2 separate regions of the Hordeum vulgare genome follow, and region 1 is linked to region 2. Evidence: chromatin contacts called from public Hi-C data. All regions are on one chromosome and are shown on one strand. Each heading gives the region's core, a stretch centred on a gene start, on an enhancer-like site or on the middle of the called end of the contact. The rest is flanking DNA. Distances are from core to core; before and after follow the strand shown. Region 1 overlaps LOC123401075 (a long non-coding RNA gene). Region 2 holds the start of LOC123404566 (ubiquitin carboxyl-terminal hydrolase 15-like).

What was found. A called contact is a pair of places that touch in the nucleus more often than the background predicts.
Region 1: a contact with region 2 is called in a Hi-C map of leaf, with 1.9 times the contacts expected there. The contact joins the enhancer-like site here to the promoter of LOC123404566 in region 2. A contact is called at or near these places in 2 of 6 Hi-C or Micro-C datasets (both in leaf).

The regions. Positions count from the first base shown.
Region 1 is chr6H:239,737,096-239,740,166 of MorexV3_pseudomolecules_assembly, reverse strand. It overlaps LOC123401075 (a long non-coding RNA gene), which reads left to right. Exons shown (of 3, transcript XR_006611024.1): 1 at 1-1,461; 2 at 2,729-2,877; 3 at 2,948-3,071. Among protein-coding and RNA genes, the nearest start is that of LOC123401075, 4.7 kb to the left of the region's middle. Within about 2 kb of position 1,411, at least 2 of the 3 cell types and tissues checked have open chromatin away from gene starts, as enhancers often do. A contact at or near this core is called in leaf, where this site is marked.
Region 2 is chr6H:238,864,751-238,868,063 of MorexV3_pseudomolecules_assembly, reverse strand. It overlaps LOC123404566 (ubiquitin carboxyl-terminal hydrolase 15-like), which reads left to right and starts at 1,947. Exons shown (of 14, transcript XM_045098504.1): 1 at 1,947-2,167; 2 at 3,297-3,313.

The DNA of each region.
Region 1 (3,071 bases), core at 162-2,661, 870 kb before region 2:
CTTTTTTTTTTTTTTTTTAATTCGTAATTCAGGAAATATGGCGGGATATGCGTATCCCAGCGTGTCCGAGCGTATCACCGTGTCCGGCCGTATCAGCACAGGGATTCGGCAACTTCTGCCGTGTCCATGCTTTGTAGGTTAATGTTATGGCTTGATTGAGTTTGTTAGTTCCATCCAGATTGTGCTTTGCAGGTATTATGCAAAAGTTGCGTTTTTATTATGATAAAACTTAGTATTTTTTGTTGTGAATAACATATGTAAGTGTGATGTTGGATCATTAAATTTTTATAGAGGTAGTACGTGATCTTCCAGGTTAATTATTAGCAAGTATACATTCATTGTTCTTTACAAAAAGAAACTAATGCTAAAACTGATTTGGGAACATTCAGAGAAAAAAAATGGCGATCAAAACCTAGCGACTTCATTTTAATTAACTAGGCCAAAACAGGTTCATGGAAACTTTTAAGTTTTGATTGTTTCAAAATTAATACATAAAAGAAGATGTTATACCTGTGCCATTTAAGAGTGCTTACGGACTGAACCAAACAAGGATTATGTGGTTCGGTGTCAGAGAAATATCATTGCATGTACATCCGCACATTATATTACATCAGATCAGCTCATCTTTCAGTACATATCATTATATTAAAAATGTTATATTTCTATGAGAGATTTGAGCAGCAGTTTGCTTGCCATTATAAGGATTCTAATTCCCCATGATAAGGTCGATGAAAGGAACTGGATGGAGATTAAAGGTTACATCAGATATTAATCATTCTCAGTCATTTGTATTTTCACACAAATCACTCATGCTTTCCAGATATTGTTGAATAGTTCTTTTTGCTGAGTACTCATTTTGTTGCTTCCACATGCAACTTCTAGGTTTGTTTGCTGTGCACCTATAGATGTTGTGTTGTTGCAGGTTACCTTGCTGTAATAATATGGTGACTATTCACTGAACAGAAAAATGAGGTTCATGGTGTTCAATATTGTTTGGTGTGCCTGGCTTATTATAAGATTATTTCTACTAAACAAACTCCAATAGTGCAACACTTTGAATAAAGGAACGTCATGTTCACTCATGTTCCATTCCAAATTTGAATAACGGAACGTCATGTTCTTTATATTTTGTTGGTCCCAGCTCAAACCAGAAAAACGCTGAGGTGGTCCTTTTCCATGTGCTTGTGCTTTGATATTCCTTTTTAACTGTGAAGTGTTTCTTTTTGAAGAATCAGTTGGAGTGTACTATCACTATAACACTTGGTTATGTTAATGCAAAATCCTTCAATGTGATGATGCGTATGTCCATGAGCGGGGAACAATTATTTCGGTATGAGTGTGACCCTGCTTGTAGAGTAAAAGGTCATAGTGGCAATGCCGCTTGGACTGCTTTTGGACTTCCATGGTGACACCAGACAGTTCCAAGGCCAACCTGAGCTCCTCCTTGGGTGATGTAAACTGGTGGGCTTCCTCTACCTGAGTGGATGTCAACATGTGATATATATAGTCTCTACATTTCCATCATGCAGATACTTTTTATGCATGATGCTTTCGTGGATTAGGATACGAAGTCGATGCGCTTACCATGATTTTACTTCCTATTTTGTTATTTTAGTTTTCTTTTCCTTTCATTTTCCATTATGTCATTATATCTCAATAGGTCCTACAATGGAGGTTGAAGGGTAGTTTTATTTGAATCATGCTTGGTCAAATCAATATATAGTGGTTTTGACTTTGTGAACAACCAGATCAATTCTCTGGATGCCTTGTGCATATATAATCAGCTCTCATCTTTAGTTTAACTTTGGAACGGGAGTATCCCCTTACTTCCCATTCATCGCATAGATATTTGGTGCTAAACCTATTGTGAAACATGTTTTCTATGTTCATACATGGTTATGTGGGTTCCTATTGTGTACATACAAACGCTTGGAAAGGCACCAAAGGCATGGACCCGATCTAGTTTTGGGTATAGGGCAACTTGAACTCTCACATGCATTAACAGATGGAAAGTAACTGCATTTTAGCCACATCTCATGTAATGCTTAAGATGCGGTTCTATTCTTATTTTAACTGGGTTTTGTCAGGGATAAAAGTGCATCTTATCGTTCGTAAAAGTAGATATTATTACAAGTACATTTAAAGAAGAAGTGAGTATATGTAATTGGGTTAGGTAGTCATAAGATAAATCATGATATTAGAATCATGACTACGGACGAGATCAACCAATAAAAATGATGTTCATCCTTGCTATGCCAGTTTGTTGGTTTAAAACACATCCTACGATCGATGATGAAAAAAAAACTTGAAATAGAACACTCATCGCGTTCACTTTACCTGTATCTGCAACAACTGTTGTAGTAATCTGTGAGTCACAGGTACTCATCAATCTCATTCTTAAAGGTACAAGACTGGCAAAGCTTAATGAGTGAGGTATGGTAAAATGTTGAGGCTGTAGCAAACACTAATAATTTATGTGAGTAGTTAACTTATGAGTACAAGAATAATAAGGAGGATCAAGAAGTGATGTTGACCACTTACGAGTCAAACATAACCCATCGTGTTCTCTTTTGGTTTAGAACTCACGAGTAGATACAATCATGGGTACGCACACGGTTGATGTATTTTATTTGAGTTCACTACAATTTTATTATGACCAGGTGTTCAATAAATGTTTAAGTTGTCACATAACCGTGAATATGACTTTTTAAAAGATTTAACCCTGCAGGGGTGCTCTACTCATGCATCACAAATTGGCCACAAGGTGCGTGGAAAACCTCAAAACTCATAGTCTCTTCGGAATACCTGTGGAAAACCTCAACCTCGAGATAGCCCAAAGTATCCTTGGAATCCTGGTGCACAAGATGTTCGAGAAAGGTAAAATAAATTCAGCAAGGTCGCTCGACGTGTCGACGAATCTTATAAGAGCCGCATATTTCGTTTTCAGGACATGACCGAATGAGTGTAGTTACGAGTAAAACCAATCCTCGAGTTCCCTCGCGGTGTCACCGAGTTGGGCAATAATGTTATAACGGTTGAATTTTGGAGGATGCCTATATATACCGCTCCAC
Region 2 (3,313 bases), core at 698-3,197:
TATATTCTCAACCATCCTCTCGTGAGGCAAGCTGCACACCCTATACCAAAGCAAAAAGAGTAAAATGCATGTATAGTCCTGCAAGTTACGGGCCGTGTCGGAATCAGTCCTCGATGTCACAAAATGCTCCAATACGGTCCTGGAAGCTGTCCACGATGTCCACGGACGGTCCTGGGTACGTATGCCCACCGTATGGCGCTGACGTGGCGAGTGAGAGGGCCCACGACGTCGCGGAGCTGGTCGCGCCCGAACAGTTATATCTGTTTAATCAGTCAGTTGGAACCCTAGATCGATAAAATTCCCCACCCGTGGCGAGAGGGAGCGAGAAGTCGGCGAGGGAGGAAGCTCGACGGTGAGGGCGGAGCTGCACAGCGAGGGAGGAAGCTCGACGGCGAGGGCGGGGCTCCGTTTCCGCATCTGTTCAGCATGGGTGGCGACGATGGCTCGTCGGAGGAGATGGAGCTGCGCCCTCGATTTCCTCTCGTGATGTGCAAGGACTGCAAAATCCGCATGGTCCGGCATTTTGTATCGAGGACGCCGGAGAACTACATGCACCATTTCTACAAGTGCACAAATCATGGGGTATGTGCCTGCAAGTTTCGCTTTCTTCTTTAAGCTCTGTTTGTTTGGTACTGAATTTTGCTTTCTCTTTTGTGTATTGGTTCAGTCTTGGAAAAGTGCGTGTGACATGTGGTATTGGGGGGATGAATATGAGGATTTCTTGAGGACATATGCAGTGAAAGAGAAGACGGAAGGAATCATGAAGAGGAAGAAGCATTTCATGACAGGTGGAAGCAGTTATGTTGAGAGCTCTGTTGAGAGGCATTTGGAGGAGATAATTCTGCTACTGAAATGTGTGTTAGTTTATGTAGGATTGTTGGTTCTTCCGATGTTTGTTTATGTGATCAAGCACTGAATGATGTTTGATGTAATTGTAGTGAGTTTTTGGATGTGTGAGTTTCATGTAATTGTAGTTTGGAAGCAGTGAATTAAGTGAAATAAATTCAAATTTGGGTTGTGTGTTGTTAAATTCAAATTTGGGCAGTGCTCTGTTATTGAGAGAGATCATTCTGGAATTGCACATTTACTGTGTTGACACATTTGAGTATTTTCCTAGTATTTGACAGAGATCATTCTGGAATTGCACATTAGCAATGATCAAAGTAGACCTTCGTACCATCTATATAAGCTCTATTGCATCCAGAACCAACGAAAAATCCACCATGAATCACTTCCAGAGAGAAATAATCACTGCCTTCTTCTGCACATTGAGGAAAAATTCGAAATTTCAGACTTTTAACACAACAAAAACCCTAAACCTTGATCTACTAAATCCAACTTCTGCCTATCTAACTCACGATCTAACTCATGAGCAAAAACCTAACTGACCAGAAAAGACAGCATTGCGAAGAAACGGAGAAGAAATCGAACTCACCATACACAGGAATAGGTTCCCCTTCCCGCCGACGAACATGAGCCTTCTCCACCATCTCCGACGACCAAGTTGATCGCCTTGTTGCGCCGCCACGGTCACCTAGCTCGCCGTCGTCAACCACCTCCGTCCATCCCTTCAATCACTCTCTACCAGCGCCGATCATTACCCCAGACCACCGTCGTCGCCGTGCACCTCGAGCTCTCCGTGCCAAAAAGCACAGGAAACACGGGATTAGGACTGGATTGGAATCGTCCCCTCGCTTCCAGGGGGTTGTATGCAATTTTTACATTGAATGCGAGGAGGCACGCGACCAGCTCCGCGGCGTCGTGGGTCCCTCTTACTCGCAACGTCAGCGCCATACGGTGGGCATACGTATCCAGGACCGTATGTGAATATCGTGGACAACTTCGAGGACCGTATTGAAACATTTCCTGACATCGAGGACTGATTCCGACACGGCCGTAACTTGCAGGACTATACATGCATTTTACTCAAAGCAAAAACGCGCACACATGAGCAGAGCACAGTAGCCAAGCAACAGCGAGCGAGCCACAGTCGGTCACACCCACCGCCGCTCCCGATTCCTTCAGTCGCCGGCACCGCTGCCATCCTCGGCTAGAGCTTCTCCATCCCCTATCCCTATATACCGCAATCTCCTTCAGAACCACCGGTCGGGATTGCTGCTCCGCTTCCCAGTCGGAGATCCGCCCGGAGTGACATTTGTATTTCTGGGTAAACCCTAGTCTCAATTGATTTATGTTTTTCTTTCGTCCGTTCTGCGAAAAATCGAGGCTTTTTGAAGCACTCCGTGCGCCTTTTACGCAGTCTGCTGTTGCTAGTGTCTGGGATTTTTTCCCCGTCTGGACGTTTGTGTCGGTGCGACTGCCTCAGAAATTCGGCGGGCGCATTCACCGCTGGTTGTATCTTGTATGCTTGGGATCTCGGAGCTTGTAGGATTATCATTTGGAGCTAGAGCTGGGCGCCGGATCCCTTTGTTTATTTATTATTTATTTTGAGATGCGCCAGAGAACTATTTGATCTTGCTGTCCGGAATGTGCTGCCCGTTGCTTTGTGGTATTTTTAGCGATGTAGATTTACTGCTTCTGTTACCATCTCATACGCCCAATCTTTTGCGCCAAACATTTTCCTAAATTGTAGTGTAGTTTGTCGTGAATACGAAATACATGTGTCGGATAAGAGCTTGGACACCATCCATGAGCTATGCCCAAAGGTGCCATATGCAGAGTTAATTTAGTTTTGTCGCCCTCCATGCTGTTTCAGGTAGTCTAGTGGTTGATTTGCTGGAGAATTTGGAGATAGTAAAGAGGTGATGTGAGCCACAAAGTGAACTTTTTTCTCTGGGCCTAACATTCTAAGGTAATTAACCATTTTGGGAAAGTGTGTATCTCTAATTTCAGTGCATATAGCACTTCCTTCGTTCACAAATATAAGATGTTTTGAACATTTCATTATGGACTACATGTGGACTGAAATGAGTGACCGAACACACTAAAACGTGTCTATATACATCCAATTCACAGAACATCTTATACGTATTTGTGAACGGAGGGAGTACTATGATATGGTTGTGCTTGTAAGTTGAAGCCATGGGAAGGCAAGTGGGAGCTTCTTGATAATATTATCATATAAGTGTAAGCCAAATCCCAAGTGAACTGAAGCCCCAATGGGAGTGAGCTTCTAGGACATGTAAAAGGCAACTCCAGTGAGCTGGTTGGTTTGATAAGCTTAATCCTATCCTAGTTCCTTAAATCTTTGAACGCGATCATTTTCTCTTACCATGTTCCACTTCTGAGAGAGTGGAAACTGTAAAGCTTGTTTTCAGCTTTGCTGTTTTCTGTAGGTAACTCAGTGATTTGG